Linked DNA regions of Drosophila melanogaster: region 1 is linked to region 2. The links are chromatin contacts, called in public Hi-C maps. All regions are on one chromosome and are shown on one strand. The core of a region is the stretch at or near the end of the contact, and the rest is flanking DNA. Distances in the headings are between cores, read along the strand shown.

Region 1 (6,060 bases), core at 3,005-5,504, 310 kb after region 2:
TAATTTATAATTTTGAGATAGATTCCTATCACATAATGACGGAAGCCACATTAAATCAATGTCAGAAATGGCAACTAAATAAGAGAATATGCAAAGGAAGTTGGCCCTGGAATTCAGCGAATGATAATGCATGTGAGATTCAGCCTCTAAAGCCAGATAAAGCGGCGAACTGCATCTATAAAACAGTAGTCGACTCTAAAAGTTACTGGGTAGAGTTAGAAAAGAAAAGTAGTTGGTTGTTTAAGGTTCCTGCGAATTCAAAAGTCCGTCTGCAATGTACTGGCTCTCAAATTGAATTGTTTGATTTGCCTCAGCAAGGAGTTTTAAGCATTGCGCCATATTGTACGGCAAGAACCGACGATAAAATTCTAGTTGCCCACCATAACATTCAGTCCGAAAGTGAAGAATTATTATCAACACCTTATATAGGAGAAGTTAGTGGAGTGCCGAAGATTATTTGGGATCCGCTGAAACTATCAATATTAAATCATACTGAGGAATTTGAACGATTGAATAATGAAATTAAATTTATGAAAGAGAACCATCAAAAATTGAAAGATTTACATTTCCATCATATTTCCGGACATGCTGGATTAATTATTGCTTTAATACTAATGATAGTATTAATAATATATTTCATACGGAAATGTGCTGTGCAACAAAGAATGCAAGCAATAACCTTTGCAGGTCCGTTGCCAGTACTATAAATATCAATAGTAAATAAACAATAAAATAATATAACAAATAAAAATATACAGTCCACTAATAGAAAATGTACTTCTACATAGAAAAAGCAAAATGTTTAAAATAAGTTAATTAAGTACAAATTGTTGAATTAAAAATAATATAAACCATAATTGTAATCCAATAAAATTAAAAGCCAGAAAAACTAGGCCCATTGAAATCTTAGTTGCAAAATAAATGAACATATATCAAATAAATACAGTCCACTACTGTTATAAATGCAACTAATATACTAATGTACATCTCAGCTTTGCTGGCCCTTTGGCAGAATGTTCACACATGAACACGAATATATTTAAAGACTTACAATTTTGGGCTCCGTTCATATCTTATGTAAATGAATCGAGAGCGATAAATTATATTTAGGATTTTGTTATCTAAGGCGACATGGGTGCATTGCTCAAAAACATGTAATTTAAGTGCACACTACATGAGTCAGTCACTTGAGATCGTTCCCCGCCTCCTAAAATAGTCCCTTAGTGGGAGACCACAGATAAGGTCCTCGCCGCTCAAGATAGGCAGATGTGCCCGAGCGTGGGACCTCGATAAGGCGGGGACTATTTACGTAGGCCTCTGCGTAGGCCATTTACTTTAAGATGCGATTCTCATGTCACCTATTTAAACCGAAGATATTTCCAAATAAAATCAGTTTTCTTACAAAAACTCAACGAGTAAAGTCTTCTTATTTGGGATTTTACAATGTCTTTGACTGTATATCGGACCAAATTACCGGCTACTGTCTGGATCAATACAGCAGATATTAGTCTCTGTCTAGTGTGCGTAGCAATTAAATGGTTTAGTGCAAGTTGAATTCCAGTTTTTGTGTCAGGCCGCGACTATTGCGACTATTCCTGAGAAAAACAATGTAGGTGGCTTCAAACATTGTTGGAAATTACTAAACATATGTTTCTCGCTTTTCTTTTGAAAATTTCGTTTCAATGTTTCTTAAATAACTTGATATGATTTCACGGATATTCAAAATGGAAAAGTGTCAAGCAGAAGTCAACCCAATCGTGGTTACAAAAAAATAATAATAATAAAATAATAATAATAATAATAATATCTTGAACCTATATTATTAAATTAAAGGTATCAAATGGTTTAAGTAGATTACGGAAAAATTTTGAATTCTTTACATATTACTTACAGACTTTTTACATCGCGCCTTTCATGATCTTCCACAGTGGCGCCATCTGCAGTCGCATAGGAATAAGCTCTGTATGCTAGTGTTACCGCTCACCAAAACTGTAAAAATAATCGATATCTGGCACAAAACGATAGCGTTTCGATATGTTTGAGAGTCCAGGCCGTGCGCTAGCATTAACAGTCCCACCACTAACGCAAAAGTTTTCGGCTGTAAAAACGTAAATATTTAAACTTTAAGCAAGTTTAGTGTAAAAATAATCAAATCATGTGCGTTAATTTGCAAAAAGTCTGCGGGGCTATGGTCCATTTAGACTTAGTACTGGATTCAGCGGAAAACTCGCATTTCGCGTGCTTTTCACTTGTCCCACATTCGAGGTCCGCTTTTGCATCATGTGGAATTCCAGGAATTACCATCATCGTTTCAGCGATCAATGAGACACTGCCGCGTGTTCCCCTTTCTAAAAAGTGCATTTAGCAGGCATTTGATTGGTATTTTCCAACGTTTTTCCCCATTTAATTTCAAGGACTGTTCTTATATAATTGGAAAAGTGCAGGTGGGCGTCTCGTCGGCGGAAAAGCGCTTGCGCCGGCCGCCCCAAATGAAAAGTGAAATTTCGCAATGCAAAACAAGCGACGTCGGCGACGTCACATGTGGTTTTTTGTAAAATTAACTTGCCGCATTGATGACGCAATTGACCGAGTGCCGCGTGTGCTTTTCTCCCCGCCGCCCAATGAATCATCAATCAAAAGCAATGGCAATAGCAACAGCAAACCGCAAAGAAAGCGCGCGGCCGCATTGTCTGGGGCAGCACAACTAGTTATTTTTTTCTGCTGACGGATGTGGATCATCTGCCACAACCTATCATAAGTCGGCTGCAAAGGCCCCAGATCGGGAATAGTAACCACAAAAGTATTATAGTACTACGGAACCTCTACCTCCCCCTCGCACCCCGCTCCGCAATTACTTCATGCCCTTGGACCGCTCTTCTTCTTCTTCGCCTAGAGGGGGCTCGTCCAGGGTTTTTTTTTAATGGAATGCAAAACCCCACTGAGTGCGTCTCTCTTGCCTTCTTATACCCTTTTATAGGGTATCATGGCAATTTAATGTTTTACGCCAACTACGATAATAGCTTTTATTCAGTCTTAGACTAATTGGTACACTGATATCTACATAGTTATCATTCGATAGTCAAATTACCATTTCCGCTATTTTTTAGAGCAACATTAAAATTTACATTTTGCCACAAAAACCAAATAATAGTTTTTTATATAACTTTCTACATTATACATTTTTTTCGATAGAAAGTTAAACTATTAAATACTATAAAATACAACAATTCTAAAATAACTAAGAGTATCTAATGATCGGTGCCTCTTGAGTGTTCATTAATTTCGCACTCGCATCAAGGTAAATGGTTGTGTCTGGTGTGTGAACTTGAAACTTTATTGATTAGCGGAAAGGTAATTGATACACGCACAAATTCACTTGCGCTTGACCTATTAAATGCACTGTGAAAAATATGTTAAGAAATTGTTAAGATGTGATTCTGGATAGTGTACCAAATTTAATTTGAGTTGAGAAATCTTTTAGATATACAAACATTTTGTATTTTAATATTGTTTCTCGTTGTCTTTGGTATTATGTGATAAACAAGTTCTATGAATGTATTATACATTTTATTTTTTTGTGTATATCATACCGCTTTTTCTCTCCTCTCGTTTTTGGCTGTGTGGGCGGCATTCTTTGAAATGCCGGCTGACGAACGGACTTTGGGATTGTTGTAAACAAATTCGGGCTATAAATACGCAAGACATGGGCAACAACCAGGAGGCGAGGCGGTTAGATAAACGGAGGAAGTGCGGTCAATATGTAGATACATGAGTATGTACCTGACTGTTATCAGGTCCACCGATCGGCGACCGACCCAACCCCCTTTTGCCAGAAGATAAAGATACAACGCCGAGTTGTCATGTGGCCGCTTTGTGTGTTTTTATCACACACACACTCTGTATTTTTCTTCCAAGCTTGCAGCCCGCTCGGCGGTTCGTGAAGAGCAAATTCGATTTCTAAATTTTATATTTCACTCTCGAAGGCGGCCGCTTTTGTATTTTCGCTTCAGTCGACGCGCAGCACTCAGCACGAACAAACGTTTGACGCGTATCTGCGAGATACGGATACGAGTACGACGAGTACATATATTCGGTTGGTTTTTGGAGCAATCGCATGCAGTATATGCGTATATATTATACGGTGTCTTGATTCATTCCACCGCGGTGCAGTGCATATACAGTCGGAACTAGACCTTCCACCGACCGAAAGCCTAATGGATTTTTCCAGTCATGCTTCGAATTGTGGAACTGCAAGCTCATCCGTCGGACTATTTCACACTAATTAGCTCCATCATCTGGCCGTTCTAATAACTCAGCTGCTCTCACGCGAGCAGCTCTTCGTTTTTTTATTTTTTGCACTTATGTAATGTGTTTTCGTAACATCGACGTCGAGCAGAATATAATTGCAGGGAAAGCAGTATGTGAAAAGCGCCAGCACAAAACAAGCAAACAGATAAATGACACTGAAAGAAAATGTCGGGCTGCTAAATTGAATTATCTATTGTGGGGTGGACAATGTAACTGTAATTGTAGCTATGACCGAATCAAATAACCCGAGTGATGCACTTTCAAATACTTAGCTTTGACCACTCCAAACCGGTTAGCCGTTCCAATTGTTTTCTTTCATTTTTTGTGCTCTCATATCTGGGGGCCAGTATTTTGTAATCACTTCATTTGGATCGTCTGGCCAGCATGCGTTCGTCGATAAGACATGTGACCTGGCCACGCATTCGTTGCCCCATAAGTTCTCATTCCGAATTTCATTCAATTTGTACGTATTTTTTGCACGACTGGCTTTAGATAGGGATTCAATTACGACATCCGCACGCGCTAGCCTATCGCCAATAATTTGATTAATAACTTGACAAATTCTGGAAGTGCTGGCGTGGCATGACTGGAGGCCGGTTAAGCGCCCTCCTCTTATCACTGAATTGCGTCTAGAGGGTTCTGCGTTTAGTCATGGACCACAGGAATTTATAACTCCAAGCCAGGGACATTCGCTCTTGACGCCTTTGCGTTATCTGGGCAAACTCGTTTTGGGCCAAATACCCAGGTGAATGCTCACTGTGATTCGGAGACGGCAAACAAAAAGTGAGGGCAAATATTCACAACTGATTAAAAGTTGGGAAACGAACAAACTGCGCAAAAAGCAGCTGGCTCTCCCTATATAAAACCCCCCCATTTCACCATTATATTTGGGGGCCAAAGTATCTCCGCCATTTCTTGGCTGATTATCAAAAAAGCGAGCGACGGACTGGCGTATGGCATCACGTGTGCTTTTTTCCACCAAGCGATCCCCCGATCTCAACGGTCTAGTCTGGCTTTGGACGTATGTAAATTCCCCCCGCATCCATTCAATTGTGAACTTGTTTCGTGAGCGTGAGGGAATTTCATAACTGGCCCACTGGCCTGGCAACGAGTTCGGAACATTCGGTTGATCGGTGACACAGTTAAAACCCAGAACATGACCATGACGTAAAAACTTCTAGGCTATCTTATCGCGTTTACAGCAGCCGAGGGTCAGGAGTTCGGTGTTTAGGGGGTGGCACTGGCACTATCTTTTACGTGGCTTGTTTGTCAACAAAGCCGCCATCGATTAATCAGTTGGAAGTGATATAATAGTGGGCTGATAAGATCTTCACTAAGATTGTCTCTTTCTTTCAGTTCTATTTTGTAAAGCTACAAAATGCATAGAGCCCACACAGCCTTCAGCCTGGCCTTGTCGCCGATGGCGCACAAGAACTTCGCCACATGGCTGCTCAAGAGCAGCAGCAGTCAGCAGGTGAGTTTGGTCGATATAACCATAACTCCAAAGAAAACCCCAACTAATGAGCCCCCAATCTTTGGCAGATGGCCAAGGTAACTGCAGCGGCCGCTGTGCGCACCTACAACTCCGCAGCTGCCGAACCTTTTGCCAACGGCAGCACCGCCTCCTACGTGGAGGAGATGTACAACGCCTGGCTTCGGGATCCCACTTCCGTGCACACCGTAAGTATCCCTATTAAACAGGGTTTTATTTCTGCGCCTTTTTAAATTCAACTCTTGATTTTGAGTCATCGA
Region 2 (5,551 bases), core at 2,505-5,004:
AATACTTAACGATGTGTTTACTATTGTAATATTGTAGTTTCAACAATTACTTAATGGTTTTATCCCACTGTGCCTAGTTACGTGTGTGGTGGGTGGATTTAACTTTGATTGAGTCGGAGAAGCATAGCGCGACTTTCCCCCCAAATTCGCCCACTTAAAAGTCCGAGATCCACCCGGACTGACAATTGCGGTGAGTCCGGCTGGCTGGCTTTCCGTTTCGGTTTTTGGGATTTGTGCTGCCTTGTAATCTGCTGAGCCAGACACACCGTTTTTACATTGTAATTCTGTAATTGCATTTCGCAGGCCAGACACACGAAAAAGGCAATTGCAGGCCCCCATTTCGACCTTTTTGGATGATGAGACACACACAGACTCTGCTAGTTTGGCAAATAGATGTGCATTTTCGTTGGCGAATTTTCTGTGTTTTTCTGGGAAATAACACCGCACGAAGCTGGAAAATGTCGTTTGTTTGTTTTCCGATGATGGTCACATACATATGTACATATGTATTGCATCGCACGGAGCGATGACTCAATAGTAGCGTCAATAAATATTTATATGAAAACCGGCTTATCAGCGTACCAGCTGAGAGATTGACTGAACTTAATGCACACAATAAGCGACTAATTATAATAAAAATAGCATTAATTGATTACAAATTGCTTGGTGAGACGGAAGCCTCTGCGAGAGCGAGATAAGAAATGGCTTCCAGTTGAGAAGAGCAAGAAGAAAAATCTACAGCTTATTGTAAATCATCTGGGAAAAGTGGCTCAGCTTGGAGTGCCAAGGAAAAATCAATACTTTGGCCAAGCCATTCGTTTGGGAGATGAATAGTTTGCAAAAGGAAGTATTTACATCAAAAGTTAAAAAGTAAAATAATAAAGGATTAAATTTCAATTTTCGAACTTAAGCAAATTTATGGATTTAATACATTTAGGAACAGATTGTCGCGCGTGTAAATATCAAAACTCGGAAAAGTCCACTTTCAGTTTGAAACAGCTGTTGCGAAAATGGCTTGCAATTGTCAGGGGAATAAGGCAACACGATTTCAAGTTAAAAAACTACCTTACTATTAATACGACCCTCGTCATGTATTCTCATACATAGTTATGCTTTTTGTTAAAAAAAAAGTTCTACCACTGAGTCTGCGTAACTATTATAACCTGACAAATGTTTTTCCGGTAGTCTTGAGAAAATCCCGAATGCCACCCGATTGTGGGTCCTATTGTGGTAGGACTTCGTCGACATGGACATAAAAAAGCTATTAGAAACGGCAAATGTCTCCCAATAAGTGGGTGTGCGGAAAATGCGGAAACGGGGAGGATGTAAAGAAAAAATTATGCAGCTTGGCAGGGCAAATAATGGAAAAGTATTAGACAAAAAAATGAGGCAAATAAAAATGTGCGTGAGTGCGTGAAGGGCAGGAAAAATGCAAGGGGAAATGCGGAAAAGTGGAGGAAATGGCAATATGTCAGCGGGGGTGGGATAACGGTGTTGTGGGTCGCAATTTCAACCACTGTGCGGGTGGCAGGGATAAGGGTGCCACGAGGAAGGCCGAAGGATAAAGGATGATGGAGAGCACGAATGCGGATTGAAACCGCCCCAAGCAGCACAAAAACAACAGCAACGCGTGCTGCTCTCTCTCTTTTCTCTTCTCTCCTTCACTTTTCTTTCTCATTCATTCTCCTTCTCTCCAGTAAACAAAAGCAGCGGAAAAGCAACAACAAGTATGAAACTAGCCGGCAATAACAACAATAATTTCCTATATAATCGGAAGAAATGGAGGAAAAAAGAAATTGGCTCAATTGGAAAGCAGCGTATATAGAGGAAGGGCGGGGATCATAAAGAAGGAGAGAGGGGGAAAGGGAAAGCCGAGTGGACTGCACTTTATGAACAATAAATACAACACTGTGCAGCCCAAACTGGCAGATAAATCAAAACTTACATGATATTTACAAAAGAGATTTAATGGCAAGAGCACGCTTAAAAAAGCATTTTTTTATTGAAAGTACCCCCATTGAATAAGTTTTTAGTTACTGATTTCTTGAATGTCCTTAAAAACTGTTGTATGGAATATCAAAAGATTTCATCACGAATTGAAATGATTGTGGTGGATGTGAGATAACACAACTCTGAGCAATTGGCAATACAGCAACAACAATTTCCATGTATAATAAGAAAAGTCACAATACTATGATGGAATTTACACCTGAGTTTGGAGGCTGCATGCAATTTTTTACAATTAGTGTGTAAGTGAATGGGACCTCCAAATGTATGCATGTTTGTGCATCCTCTGACTTTTATATGTATGTTACACAACACTTATACAGATCGATTTGGTCCAGATGATTTCTACGATTGATGCCTTTTTAACTCAAACTACAATGTGCAAGAAAATAATTCTAAGATCCAATGTAAAAGAAGAAACACCAATGAGAAATAAGTCAAGCTTACAGAAATCGAAACACAAAATGATCAAACCACTAAATAACTTCGAATAGAAAACAAAATTTTAGTGCACACCTAATTTTATAAAAACGATTTTGATTGAGCGTGCACTATGTACAGACGTTTTTCGTTTAATTTGACTTAACAAGGCTTTCAAATTTTGAAAATATGCTTTTTGCTCTGTGTACTTAGCATGCTTTCGATGCCTGTTTTCCAACACTTGCAGGAACTTACCGTTATGCTCGGTGAATATGTTGAGACCCACGGTGGGATTGCAGCGTGCATCCTTGTGTCCGCCACTACGCTGGCTCAGCCCCGATCCGGATCCGCCACCGCCTCCGCCCGATCCGCTGCCACTGGCCACGCCGGAGGACGAGGACTTGATGCGGGAGCCACGGAGCGTGGAGCCCCCGCCGAGGGGGGCGCTGCTGACGCCGCTGGAACTGGAGATGCAGTGGGGGGAAACGGAGGCCACTGGGCTGCTGGAGAGGCCGATGCAGCTGACGGGGGCCCCCGAGCCGCCTCCTCCCGAGTGGGCGCCCCTGTCCTTGCCCTGCTGAGCCCCCATTTGCCAGTGGGTGGTTGGGTGGTTTTTCGCTCTTGCGCAGCAACAACAACTTGTACACTTTTCTCTCTCTTCTCTCGGCTCCTGCTGCTACGGCTTATTCGCTTACTACTACTACTTATTATTTGCTTTGCTTTTCTTGTTATATACTTCAGCTTTAACTCTTCTCTCTTGGCCTTTTGCTCAATTATTTGCCGTTTTGCCTTTTGCTTTGCTTTAATTTATTTCACACACACACACGCACACATTTTTCTTTCTCTTTCTGCGTTTTTGGAGTAGACAAAAAAGATTGGAGACACTCACGCACACACAGAAGTACACACGCACGGAGGAAAAAGGAAGTTTGCGATTTATCTGATTTGTTGTTCTAGTGGCCGCTCAGGTGCAATTGCGAATTTGCAGCATGTTGGTAAAATGTTGTGTCGGCAAACTTCTTGTCGACGGCTGGGAGGCTGGGTGAGCTTAACTGGCGAGGGGGGTCTCAAAAACACGCCCTGAAAATGCACTTTGTCTTGCGCCTCCGCCTCTGGCTTCACCTCTCTCTCTTGCTTACGCTCGCCTGCTCTGTTTTTTACGGTTTAATTGATCCGCAGGCTGATCCGCTGAACATGGCAAATTAATCGGTTTTCGCGACGATATAGCTCTATCTGATCTGCTAGCGTTGCTTGCTGATTTATCTACATCTGTGCATTTTTTCCACGCACCGCGACGGATCGAATTGGAATCCAACTTGCACTCGTGTGACCGCTTGTCGGTCGTTTAAACATACCCTACTTGGCAGCATACCGATAGACGTATCGATATTGATAATAAATGCTTAGTACTTACGAACGCGTTGGCAGCGCTAGTTTGGTAAGAAACTCGGCTAATGCAATATGATGGGTGCGCGACACGGACTGGTTGGGTGGTTAACTTAGCTTAGTAAGCCAGTGCTTAAAAACTCCATGATTGTGAACACTAATTTTTGGTTGTTCAAAAAAAAATTAAATTCAAACGTTTAAAACACATAATTTGAATTAAAAGAATCTTGATATAGCTTTCTAGGAAAAGTTTATTCTCTTTAGATTTTCAATGCAATGCAACTTATAACATTATCTTTAATTTTTCATGGATACACTTCGAATTTTTTCGACTATTGCGTCAACCCTAGTTTAGTTTATTGATTTTAAGAGAAAACTGACTCAAATCAAAATGTAATTGACATTTAAAAACATCGAATAATCAAGCTACGGTTTTTATAATATGCCTTTAGATGTATTCATAAATTCCCATTTAGCCCGACTAATAAATACAACTGCAATACTTTCCATCCTTTTCCGTTTGTTACGTTTTATTTATCCGTTGGTTTTGTTTAGCATTCTCAATCTTTAGTGTTCTTGCTTAGTTATTATTTAGTATGTATACCCGACAGAAATTTCAAGTTTGTTCGTTTCAATTTCTCTCTCCTGCTAGAGTTCAGTATCAATCGATCCTTCTCTCCATTCACACGATCCTCCTTCAGCTTCTGCTCCGATTTCATTTTCAGTTACATTTTCCTCGCTTACACTAAATTAACTTTTCAAGTAGGACTTTTGCTTTTCATTTTCTCGGTTTTGCTCTTTCACATGCGATCTCTTCTGTTCTGTTCGCTTACAAGTATAAATATAATTTAATTTTTCTCTGGTTATTATTATTTTACGTTCTTTTTTTTTTTTTTTTTTGTTACGTTCAAGGACTTTCTGTGGCTTTGTTAAGTTACCAAAAAGCAGCAAGAAATTTGAAGGAATATTCAAATGCATTTAACACAGGTTAACTAAATAAATGCCTTCCCCTAACAGAATCGAACTTTTTGTATTGCAGCATGACTGACACACTGGTTAAAACTATACTGACTGACTGGAATATATGTTAAAATTTCAAAAATATTTTATTGGTGACTATGACAATGCTTCGACTTAATCCAGTCAGTCAGCAACATTTTATCAGACGTCTTTTCGACTGTTATAAATATTGTTTGTTCTTACAGATTTGAAAACAGTTTATTACTTTACAATAACAATTTGCGCTCTGGATCTTGGAACAATAGACTAACTTAGTGTTTTGTTATTGGTTGGTATTCCGTTTTCACGTGTTTAATATTCCGTTAATATAGGTTTTTATAAATATATATGCGTATAGACTTAGAAGTACAAAGTTCTCAGACCCCAACTACAAGTGATTTTAGGAAAACAGTTCTCCAGTAAATCAAATTCAATTTCAACCAAAAATGCCTGTCGTTCAAGTATCGCAAACTGTGCGATATCCAAACTGAAGGCAGGAGTCTGATCCTTCTTGAGAATTTTAACTAAAATTGGGAGGCAACACAAAATTCCACCCGAGAGGTAAATTATAGCTGACAACGCAAATATCGAAATACATTCAGGGGCTAGTGGAAAACAAAACATTCATTTGGCGCATGTCAATAACACCGGAAATATAAATAAATTCTATACATCAACGACACTTCTAGAACTGCAGCTGGGAAATACATCGAGAGATATCAAGAGGAGTGACTATTAA

The links. A called contact is a pair of places that touch in the nucleus more often than the background predicts.
Region 1: a contact with region 2 is called in a Hi-C map of the Kc167 cell line, with 1.9 times the contacts expected there.

The regions. Positions count from the first base shown.
Region 1 is chr3L:16,953,435-16,959,494 of dm6, forward strand. It overlaps Cpr73D (Cuticular protein 73D), which reads right to left and starts at 4,255. Exons shown (of 5, transcript NM_001316452.1): 1 at 3,591-4,255; 2 at 1,892-2,098. Ogdh (Oxoglutarate dehydrogenase) reads left to right here and starts at 1,388. Exons shown (of 13, transcript NM_168704.4): 1 at 1,388-1,609; 2 at 1,894-2,108; 3 at 5,665-5,782; 4 at 5,851-5,988. The coding sequence starts at 5,687. It overlaps Obp73a (Odorant-binding protein 73a), which reads left to right. Exons shown (of 4, transcript NM_001347747.1): 4 at 1,446-1,508. The coding sequence ends at 1,508.
Region 2 is chr3L:16,644,128-16,649,678 of dm6, forward strand. It overlaps Abl (Abl tyrosine kinase), which reads right to left and starts at 3,755. Exons shown (of 8, transcript NM_001300156.1): 1 at 2,683-3,755. The coding sequence starts at 3,016. Baldspot (baldspot,) reads right to left here. Exons shown (of 5, transcript NM_140652.4): 5 at 4,315-5,551.